Linked DNA regions of Hordeum vulgare: region 2 is linked to region 1. Evidence: chromatin contacts called from public Hi-C data. All regions are on one chromosome and are shown on one strand. Each heading gives the region's core, a stretch centred on a gene start, on an enhancer-like site or on the middle of the called end of the contact. The rest is flanking DNA. Distances are from core to core; before and after follow the strand shown.

What was found. Hi-C and Micro-C count contacts between places; a contact is called where the count stands out from the background.
Region 2: a Hi-C map of seedling shows a contact between it and region 1, with 3 times the contacts expected there. The contact joins the promoter of LOC123453119 here to the promoter of LOC123397454 in region 1. A contact is called at or near these places in 2 of 6 Hi-C or Micro-C datasets (leaf and seedling) and 1 of 1 datasets of contacts at active chromatin or transcription factors (embryo).

What each region holds. Positions count from the first base shown.
Region 1 is chr5H:333,379,443-333,384,874 of MorexV3_pseudomolecules_assembly, forward strand. LOC123397454 (wiskott-Aldrich syndrome protein family member 2-like) reads right to left here and starts at 1,470. Exons shown (of 3, transcript XM_045091982.1): 1 at 568-1,470. The coding sequence starts at 1,341.
Region 2 is chr5H:333,908,995-333,915,034 of MorexV3_pseudomolecules_assembly, forward strand. It overlaps LOC123453119 (monothiol glutaredoxin-S12, chloroplastic-like), which reads left to right and starts at 4,489. Exons shown (of 2, transcript XM_045129885.1): 1 at 4,489-4,906; 2 at 5,249-5,966. The coding sequence starts at 4,544. The coding sequence ends at 5,755. It overlaps LOC123453118 (a long non-coding RNA gene), which reads right to left and starts at 1,440. Exons shown (of 8, transcript XR_006632710.1): 1 at 1,032-1,440.

The DNA of each region.
Region 1 (5,432 bases), core at 220-2,719:
TGGAGCCTTAAACAGCGGCACTAGAAATTTAATACAGCTAATAACATCTACTCCCTCCTAAATAGTTGTAGTTGGGAAGAACTAGTCTAGTTCTTTCCAACTACAATTATTTAGGTACAGAGGGAGTATAAGTCTTTTTAGAGATTTCAATACGGACATACGGATGTATATAAACATATTTTATATTTTAGTGTGTAGATTCAGCCATTTTGCTCTGTATGTGGTCCATATTGAAATCTCTATAAGGACTTATATTTAGGAACGGTGGGAGTAGTAACAACTGAATCTGCCATCTCTAACTATACAGGGCACAATTTCTGTTAAGTATCAGCATTTATATCCACATTACGATCCCACATGCACAAATTGTCTGAACATGAATAGAATCCATGATCTGAGCATGAATATAGTTTGTCAATCGCTAGAAGCATCCTGCAATTTAGAGTGAATACGGATTTACTGGATGGTAGACACCAACCCTCCGAACTGATAAATATATGATCTTGTCCAATGCAGGGACAAGCAAATTAAACAGTACACATACTGCAGAGCATGAAGAGTACTCACCGGCGAGGCAGCGTGTTTCCCCTTCTTTTTATCTCTCAGTACCTTGGCAACAAGGCCGGCCCTCCTCTTGCCCTTGCTGTGATCCTCAGTTTCTGAGATCTCGGAGTTCTTCCTGTCGCTGATCTTCCAGTTGGCGCCCCTGCGGACGAGTACCTTGGCGGCCTTCCACCCGTCGGTGCTGGTGTCGATGACGGTGACCTCCGTCCTGGAGCGCCTCTCCCCGTGCTCAGCAGCCGCATCCCTATCGTCCCGGCGGCGCTTCCTGGCCTTGGCCTTGTCTTTGTCGTCCTTGTTGGCGGGCTTGACGTTGGAGCGAGGGCGGGGTCGGTACTGCTTGCGGAAGGGCTTGAGGAGGCGGTTGGATCGCGGGGCGGAGGGGACGGCGAAAATTTCGGAGATGACGCCAGAGAGTGGCGGCGGCGACGGCGGCGGCGATGGCTGTGGGGGGTGGTTGTTGTTGGTATCACTAGGGTTTGGGGGGGCGGGATTGCGGGGCGGCTTGGGGATAGACTTGGGATTATGGGGCGGGTCTTGGGGGTTGGTGGCGGCGTGGTCGCGGTCGGACGGCGGCGGCGGCGGCAGCAGCAGCGGAGGGGGGACAAGCGGAGGAGGAGAGGGAGGGGACAGCTGGATTCGGCCGTAGAGGAGGTCATCGATTTGGAGGTGGGAGGGGAAGGAGAGGCCGCCCTTGGTGTGGAGGCGGTGGAGCCATGACGGCGTTTTGTTGTTGCTGCTGCTCTCGGCCACGGAGAGCACCCAGTGGCAGCACGGCATTCTTCCCCCTTGCGCCGATCAGCCGTGGCCGCCGCCGGGATTTGGGGGGTTGAGGGAAGCAGGAAGAAGGTTCTGAGATACGACTAAGGAGCGGATGTCCGTTTCATACTAGAATGCCTTTCGCTTACGGAAGAAGATATGGTTCGTGAGCGTGTGATAAGAGCATCTCTACCAAACCCTGTACAATGTCCCGGTAAAATAACCCCTAAAATAAAAACCGGAGCGAGAAATGTTCTCAGACCAGACCCCTCAAATTCGTTCGACCCGTAAAAAAATTAAGGGGCGTGGCAAAATCCCCTCCCCGACCCGCGAAAACATAGGTTTCTGCCGCGCCTATACGATGATGTGTTGTATCGTAGAAAAACGGTTGGCGGGACGGACATTTCACCCGCGCTCTTTCCCACCCCCTTTGGTCGCCGCACCACGATTTGTTCCCCCAGTCCGTTGCTGGCTCAGGGCGCCGCTATCAGTCGAATCTTCGGGGTGAATCGCGCCGCTCGTTCGTTGCTTCCCTCTTTCGCCGAGCCGCTGCACCGGCTCCGCCGGATCCGCCAATCCACAACGGCGGGAGAGCCATCGCCGAAGATGGACTTGAGCCTCTGCGAGAAGTTTCTACTTGAGGATTCATCCTCTTCGGATGACTCGGATGTTGAGAGGATGCTTCTCACATTTCTCTAGGAGAGCTTGGTGATGGCCCTGACCCTGAAGGAGCACGAAGACGAGAACCGAAAGAGGCGGCGTGGATCGACTGTCGGTCGTCTTTGCATTCCTCGAAATTGCCATCTCGGCACTGAGATGTTGATGCGGGATTACTTCGTCACCAATCCAACATACCCGCCGCACCTTTTTCGGAGAAGATACCGTATGCGCAGATCCCTCTTTGTTAAAATTGTTCAAGCTTGCAAGGCGAATTGTCGATATTTTACTCAAAGAAGGAATGCCACGGGCCGGCAATGGAACAAGGAGGTGCGCGCGGATCTGAGAAGTGGGGCGACAACAGCAACAACACCGTGGCTGGCGGTGCTGCAGGTGGAAGGCAACCCCAGGCTCAGGATCGTCGCCATCCTACCCCCGGCAAGAGGAACATCTCCCCACTAGTGGGACATGCTAAGGTTTGCGCTACCTGCAAGGATTCGGGTCACTTACCTGCGTACTATCCGCGTGTTGTGTGTGGTAGATGTGGAAATCATGGTCATCTGTTCTCTGTGTGCAACACGATGCTGCCTTGGGAATGTGTGGCGCCGATGTGTGGGTTTCAAGCTAGGGGAAGGGTTTTTTCTACATACATGACCATAGCACCCCGAGTCAGTCTACTGATAGGAATCATTTCATTGTTATATCTGTGGTTGAGGGGCAAGCTTCTGGTAGACAGTTGGAAGAATTTTTCAATGCATATATCAACACAAACTGGAGGTGCTCTGCTAGGTCTATTGGTCCTAATACCTTTGTGATGAGGTTTCCTTCACCTAGAGATGTAGACAAGGCCTGCTTTGCTGAAACTATGAATGTAAAGAGCTGTGGGGCTGTTATTAACTTGAGGAAATGGTCAGAATCAGTGGGGGGGAAGGGTATATACTTAACATTGCTTGGGTCAATGTTAGCAATATCCCTTTGGACAAAATACATGAAAAAAATATTGCATATGTGGGATCCTTGGTTGGTGTGACTCTGGAGATTTATAAAGCCACTATAAATAGACCAGAATCAGTTAGAATTAAGCTGGGATGTAGAGATGCTGAGAATATTCCTCCTTCAATAGAGGGAGTTTTGGGGGGACACTTTTATGATTTTTTCTTCTCTGTGGACAAGATCCGTGTGAAAAATCCTCCTAAAGAGAAAGTTAATGTGTAAATGGAAACTGATGGGGGAACTCCCCAAAAAGGGCTAGGCTAACTGATAATAGTCAACCTGGGGGACAAAATGCCTCTTCATCCACTATTGGGGAGTCTTCGGCTCCCTTTGGCATATCTGGGGGAAAGAATATGAAGCACATGAATCTGGATACGGTTGAGAAAAATGATGGGAATGAGCAGAGTGATCAAAAAAGTGATGAAATACAATCTGAGGAGGAGAGTGAGGAAGTTGATGATATGCTGCTCATAGATTCTATGGCTGCTGAGGCAGAGAAAAGCCAGATAAAAGAAAATGAAAAAGGCCTACTAAGGGCTCCTCTTATGAGAAGATAGTGATGAATTCAATGCAAATTATGCCTAGTCTTGTGGTCAACAGAAAATTTTCTTCTTATCTGGATGCATGTGTGGGAGAACCTACTGTCACTGAGATGGAAATTGGGGATAATACTTGTCAGAACGAGGATCAAACATATTTTGTGCAATCCCCTGTTGAGTCCAGTGAGCCTGTGGATGTTATCCCTACTCCTCCTGCTTTGGAGGAAGCACATACTAGGTTCAGCAAAAGGATTGTTGGGATCAATATGGAGCATGTGGGTGCCAAAGCTGAGAAGATGGCAAGAAAGAGAAACCTGCAAGGTAATGAGCCCATACGTAGTAACTCTTTTGATGTGTCATCCAATATGGAAATTATATCCACGGCTTCGCAAATGGGAGTGAATATTCCTGATGATGACTTTACTATTATTGATGTTATTAGAGAACTGGAAAGATCCAGAGCCAATATAGCTAAGAAAATTAGTAACTATGAAAAACAGCAAGAAAAAATGTTGTTGCTTACTAAAGTTGCGGGGAATCTTCCCCTCTTAACACATCTTGGGGGATGAGGGGGGCCTCGATGAGGAAGGATTCAAAACTGTCAGATCTAGGAAAAAAGAAAGGAGGAAAGTTAATGTGGTTATTTCTAAACCTATAACTAGAAGTCAAACCAGAAATTGAATGGAGTTGCAGGTAAGACCATGAATCCTGGTAAACCTCGCAACAAAATTCAATCCCCCAAACACAAAAGGAAATTATGTGTCTCTTTTGGAACTGTAGGGGGATGGGGAAGAAAGGTATGGCTACTTATTTGGGTGATTTGATTAGAGATTTCAAACTTGATTTTGTGGGTATTCAAGAGACGATGAAAAAAGAAATTTCCTCTAAGTTCTTGAGGAAATTTGATCCTGGAGATAAATTTTGTTGGAATTGGATTCATGCTGTAGGAAAGTCTGGAGGAATTATTTGTGGAGTCAGGAACAATTGTTTTGATATTAAGAATTGTATTGCTGGTAAATACATAATGAAGCTGGAACTTTGGGATAAGTGTAGGAAAGACAATTGTTGCATAATGACAATTTATGGATCTGCTCATGAAGAGCATAAGATGGATTTTCTTACTGAATTGGCCAATATGTGTGGGAATGTGGTATATCCTTATATCATTGGGGAAGATTTTAATATCCTGAGATTCACTAATGAGAAGAACAAGAAAGCTAAGTTGGGGCACTCTTCTGATCTCTTTAATGCTATTATAAATACACTCTCTCTCAGGGAGGTTGATATGAGTGGTGCTCAATATACATGGTCAAATAACTAGAGCAAATCAACCCTTGAAAAACTAGATAGGGTGCTTATGTCCGATTCTTGGGAAGGTATTTTTCCTTTCACTTTTTTTAGAAAATTTGTGAGGGAAATCTCAGATCATTGCCCCCTGATTTTGAATACAAAAGACAATATTCCTTTTACCCCCAGGAACAGGGGATTCAAATTTGACTTAAACTGGCTGTAGAATCTTGACTTCTTACCTTTGGTTGCCAAGATTTGGATGAGACCTGTAGGTTTTAAGAACCCTATCGATATCATCAATATCAAGTTAAATAGATTTAAAACTTTCTTTAAGGGCTGGGGTTCGAACAACTTTGGGAAGGCAAGACTTAGGAGGAAATGGTTAAGAGAAGAACTTGGGCATCTAGAAAAGTTACAAGAAACTGACACTCTATCACCTGGAATGTATTGCAAGAAGGTGGATCTTGAAGTAGAATTGAATAACCTTTTGATGGAAGAGGAAATATCATGGTTGCAGAAATCTCATGATAGCTGGCTACTTAAAGGTGATAGTAACACTGGTTACTTTCATAAAATTGTGAATGGAAGGAGGAGAAGAAACACTATTGTATCTCTTAGCTGTGATGGTGTGGT
Region 2 (6,040 bases), core at 3,239-5,738, 530 kb after region 1:
GTTAACAATCGACTAAATTCATCTCTACAAAAGAAAAAGTCTTATATCTCTCTCAACAGAGCTGCAGTGCACACGTTTCATCTATAGCAAATATCTTCGTTGCTGCATTTGTTCCAGTCTGGATCTTGTCGCTTCCGACAGTATGAACAACATGACTGCAAACTCATAGTCACTCATAGTCGTTGCTTTATCCTTTTTTTGCTGGCTTCTTCTTACAGTGAAGCATTGCCGCATCTTGATTTGAACTTTCTGCATTGCTACAACAGTAGATATACTCTGTTCATATGTTATTTTCTTTTCTACGTTGCATCTTGATTTAAACTGCCCCTCCCAGGGAGATGTCAGTGTTTATATGATGTTCCCTGAAATTCTACTACTGTACAAATTCAGTTATTGATGCCAATCGACATAATGTGAACAATGCTACTGTTGAAGATGAATTTCACTAAATCTATTTCACTCCATAAAAGAGCCAAAATGTGAACAATGCTACTGTCTCCATCATTTTGATTTCACTAAACAGTAAATTCAGTTAAGTCCTTACGATAATTTGGAATTTGACCACAAGGAGCTGTCAGGAAGAATGTTCCAATGAAACATTTTTTATTTCATTACAAAGAGACACTGTGGATTATGATTGTTCACATTATTTTATTGCATCAAAAATAACAAGGAGGGAACAATACTTTCCACTACAGAGAGACACCGTTGGTCACTTTGTTTCTAAAGAGAGACACTACAGAGAGACCCTGTGAATGAAGCACAACACACACACCCACTCGCCCCTGAACCCTGAACCTAAAATTTTGCTAGGCCATGTTCAGTTCAAACATTGTGCTGCTACACTGATTGAGCCGGTCCAATTTTGCAATGCAAACTGACACATGCTCGCAATCTTGTTAAGTTTACAAATTATCTTCAGCAATTATCTTGCAGGTTCATCAGCACTTGAAAGAGCAGCCACAACAAATTCAGAGTTCGGAGTACATATTAACTGAAACCTGAAACCTAAAATTTTAATTGAATTTTACCTTCTTCTACAGGCAGAGGCGGATGCCTCGGGGGGTTGGTGACGGGGATCGGAGGGCGTCGGCGTTGCCCACCAGCAGCAGCGGTGAAAGCAGAGGTGCCCACCACCAGCAGCAGCACCCGACGGTCCTGCAAAGGAGCGGCAACTTGAAGAGGAGCAACAACAGCAGGACCAGGACTTTCTTCTTCCCGGCGCTGGAGGCGGCGCTGCACCCCCGCTCGCTGACGTAGCCGCTGCTGCTGGGGCTGGGGCGGGCCGGCGTCTCCGTAGCCGTAGCCGTCCTCCAGCCCCTTAAACTGCTCCCTCCTCCAGGACGCAGCCGTGCTGCTTTTGCCCCTGTACGAGGCCGTCACGTGGCCCTCGTCCTCGTACAGGGGCGCGGCGCTGGGGCGAGCGGGGCGGGGCGCTGCGCGGGGGGCGAGCGGGGTGCGGTGCGGCGCGGCGGACACGGGGCGAGCGGGGCGCGGCGCGACGGCCGGCGCATGCGGGGCTAGCGAGCATGGCGAACGGGCGGAGGCGGTGGAGCGAAGGTGCGGGCGGGGTGCGGCGTAGTTACGAGAGAACGTGCGAGGTGCGAGGCAGGTTTTTTTTTTGCAGGGAAGGATTAGCGTTAACGAAGTCTTTGTTAGCTTCGTTAACGAATCTTGTACACCGTTGATTGTGTGATTAAAGGGTCCAGATCTGAAGATGGATCTGCCCTCTCGTGCTTTTATTAGTACAGATAAACATTTAGACAATATACTGTGAACATTTTCCAAAATATACATTGACCAAGTTTAATATAAGTTGAAATTTTTAAATATTTTTTTAATATATGATGAATATTTTTAAAATACACACAAAACTTTTTGTAAAATTTTCTGAACAATTTGTTATTATATGTGAACATTTAAAAAATATACATTGAACCTTTCGTAAAGTACTTTGAACTTCTTAGTATATTATGAACATTTACAAAAAACGCATTGACCTTCTTAGTATATTTATAATCTGAATATGATGTTATTTTATTTATTTAATATTCTAAATTGGATGTAGGGTGTAATGTTAATTAATAGCACACAATATGTTTTTTAGTATTGGCGTCGATCCTGTTACAAATGAACACCTCATCAAAATCGTACTGAAGACAAAAGAAACCATTAATAATAACGCATGCATGTCTCTGCAAAACCCGACAGGGTAAAAAAGGAAGTTGATGTTCATCTTATGCTGAGAGGCAATACCGATGGGATGCCATGTTTAAATAAAGGAAAATGAACCTATTAGGGTATTTTCTTTCCCATTGATTTATTGCGTTATGGGCATGTCATATTTTTTTCCGTTACAACGCACGGTTTCTTTTGCTAGTAGAAAAAAAGGATAACAAGGAAAAGGAGGAAACATAAGAAACAACTAAGGCTGGTCACAATGGGGAAGAACTTAGCAGTAACATCACACACTCCAATACAACTTTGCTTATGTGGCACGTATTTAGTGAAGAGAGAGGTGCTTGTGGTAACTAGCTAAGTTACCGAAACATCACACACTCCAAGAAACAATGAGTCTATAGCTTAATAAATGCATTGTTGCATGACACTACATACATGTTACTCCCCATTGTGGAGGTAGGAACATAGTCTAGGAAAGCATGTAGGTTCCTACCTTATGTTACTCTCCATTGTGACCAGCCTAACCCAACATGGGCTAACCCAACTAGGGCATCGGGAGGGACACTCCCTCGACGAATTAAGCCTTATTTTCATCCTATGAGCGGCAAATTGCATTGGCGTAGAAAGTAGGGATTTCCATTGGGATGTCCGGTTTACATATTAGTCAGGATGTGACCCACTGAAAATTACAGCCCAATAATCTATCGTTTACTATTTAATATTCCAAAAAAATATATTAAAATATATACTTCAGAATTATATTTAGAAAATATTTTATGATATTTTTGAAATTTAAATAAAAGACTAAAAGCGTATTTCAAGAATGCTCATCATGGATGCAAAAAATGTTTATCGTGTGCTAAAAAGTATAATGTATAACTTGAAAAAGTCAAAAAATAGTAATAATGAAATAGAAAAGAAGTACTCCATCTTCTCTGGATTATAAAATATTCTGACATTTTTCTAATATGATGTATATAAGCGTATTTTAGTGTGTTTGTTCATTTATTTTAGTATGTATGTAGTTCATATATTATAGAATATCCATAGGTCTTATAATTCAGTACCAAGGGAGTAGTGCTGACTTTAGAAAATAAAAGAGAAAATAACGAAACCCGGCTGACACAATCGGCAAATGGGGCTTGCCCAGAGCATTTAACGAGGAAGAAAAAGAATTTTGCTGAAATCACTAGTTAGCGAATACACGTTGCAACGATTACTTCCATCTTCACACGTTGCGCCAAGTGATGCATTCTATGCGTGCCATTTGTCGCAACCTGTTAGTTTTTCCTTTTTTCGTAGATTCGTATTTTTAAAACATTTTATCTCCTAAACTATGGGTCTAAATCTCGAACTGTTTTCACCGTTGTCTTTCTCGCGTTGAGATCTTCAAAACTAGATCCTATATTGATAGGTTTGATAAACTTTTTTCACAAAAAAACCAAAAGAAAAAGATCGGACGAAAAAATCGTGCCTCACGCGATAGCAAAAAAAAACAAGTTTTTTCCTTTCTGAGAGGCATGGGTTGTGTCTCTCGCGAAGACAAAACTGTGGCTCTCTCGGAAGGAAAATCGTGCCTCTCGCAAAAAAAAGTAGAACCGTGCCTTTCATGGAAACAAAACCGTGCGTCTTAAAAAAAACAAAAAACGTGTTTTCCCCTTTCGGGAGAGGCACGGACGTGCCTCTCGCGAAGGCAAAACCGTGACTCTCGCAAAAAAAACAGAAACGCGTTTTTTTTCTGAAAGGCACGGGCGTGCCTCTCGCGAAGGCAAAACCATGACTTTTGCGGAAGCAAAACCGTGTCTCTCTTAAAAAAACAGAAAACACATTTTTTCCTTTTCTGAGAGGCACGGCCGTGCCTCTCGCGAAGGCAAAACCGTGCCTCTCACGAAAGCAAAAACGCGTCTCTCGTAAAAAAACAGAAAACATGTTTTTTCGCGTAAAAAAACAAAAACACGTTTTTTCGCGAAATTTTTTTCATCCAAAAGTTATGAAAGATCGGTAGAAAACCGTAAGATCAAAAAAATTCCGAAAAAACACTAAAAAGACGAAAACGCGTGCGAAAAAATAAAAAATAAAATTAAAAAAAAACGCTCAGAATGCGACACGTGGCGACGGCTGAAAATACGCCAAATGGCGACACGCAGGAGCGATCGTTGAAAGCGCTCGCTAACTAGTTGCTCCCGCATTTTGCGCATACGAGCAACTAGTTTTATAAAAAGTTGGGCTTTTCTCTGCTATTAGTCTGTGGGCCGTGTGCCATCCAGCCCAGTTAGAGAGGAAGAACGCGCGGCTGGACGACATCATCGTCTCCACTCTCCACACACCTCCACCTCACCTTCTCCTACTCAGCCGCGCCACCATGACTTTCCCCATGGCCACCTCCACCGCCTCCACGGCTGCCGCCGCTTCCCTCCGCATCCTCCCGGCGCCGGCCACCCCATCCTCCCGCACTCTCCGCTTCCCGCCCATACTCCGCCGCGCGCCCCGCGCCCTCTTGTCCGTCTCCGCCCTCAGCAAGCTCTCCGAGGCGTCACCCGTCCCCATCCCGCAGGAGCCCACCCAGACTTTGCCCGACGAGGACTCGATCCCCCCTAGGCCCGGGGTCTACGGCGTCTTCGATCCCGCCGGGGACCTGCAGTTTCTCGGGATCTCGCGCAACGTCAGGGCCAGCGTCGAGGGGCACCGCAGAAAGGTGCCCGCTGACCTCTGCGCCTCCGTCAAGGTATACACATCACGCGTCACCCATTCCGTAGGATTTCAGTTACATCATGGAATTGGATTGCGCAGAGTGTCCAATGAATTGAATCGTGATAATTGATTGCTTGCCTCGTCCTATAGTGTTTGATGATGAATGCTTCTGAAGTGATCATGCTTTCTTCTAAAGCAGTTTACCTTAAGAGGGTTGGTTGATATACACAAATATAGCGCTCTTGCACTCATTTTGATCACTTCTGCAGATGATTGCCCTGTAGTAATGACTATGTATCAACTCTCAGAGTCTCAGTTATCTCTCTTCACGTTTTGACCATGCTACTTGAGAATTTGACCACACCTATCTCTACAGGTTGCAATACCAGACGAGGAAACACCAGATAAAAGTGTCCTGACTAATGCTTGGAAATCATGGATGGAAGAATACATCGCAGCCACTGGCAAGGCGCCACCGGGGAACGTTGCCGGGAACCACACTTGGATCGGTCCTCCACAGAGACCTGCAGACTTGCGTTTGACTCCTGGTCGTCATGTTCAGCTAACTGTGCCGCTTGAACAGTTGATTGATCGGTTAGTGAAGGAGAATAAAGTGGTTGCCTTCATCAAAGGATCAAGAAGCGCTCCCCAATGTGGGTTCTCGCAAAGAGTGGTGGGGATCCTGGAGGCACATGGAGTTGATTTCGCATCCGTAGATATTCTTGATGAGGAGCACAACCATGGGTTGAGAGAGACCCTGAAGACCTACAGCAACTGGCCAACCTTCCCGCAGGTTTTTGTTGGAGGAGAACTTGTGGGAGGATGTGATATTATTTCATCCATGGCTGAAAAGGGGGAGCTTGCTGCCCTGTTCCAAAAGTAGAACTCTCACCTTGGAGTTTAAGTAATGTCTTGTTTTATCAGGTGCCAAATGCAAGCTTATCTCCTGTATTGTTGCAATAATACTTAGCTTATTGTAAGGCACAAAGTTCTTGACTCAGAAAAACATTCATCCAATTTAGATGAGGCAGTATTGTACTGTGAAACTTACTGGTCGTTTTTGAGAGCAGGCTTAGCAAAGGTGTTTGTGTGTATTTTTGTGGTCGTTTCACATTTGCACATGAATACATTGTAGCTACATGAGAGAAGTATGTGGTGCATAAAGTGA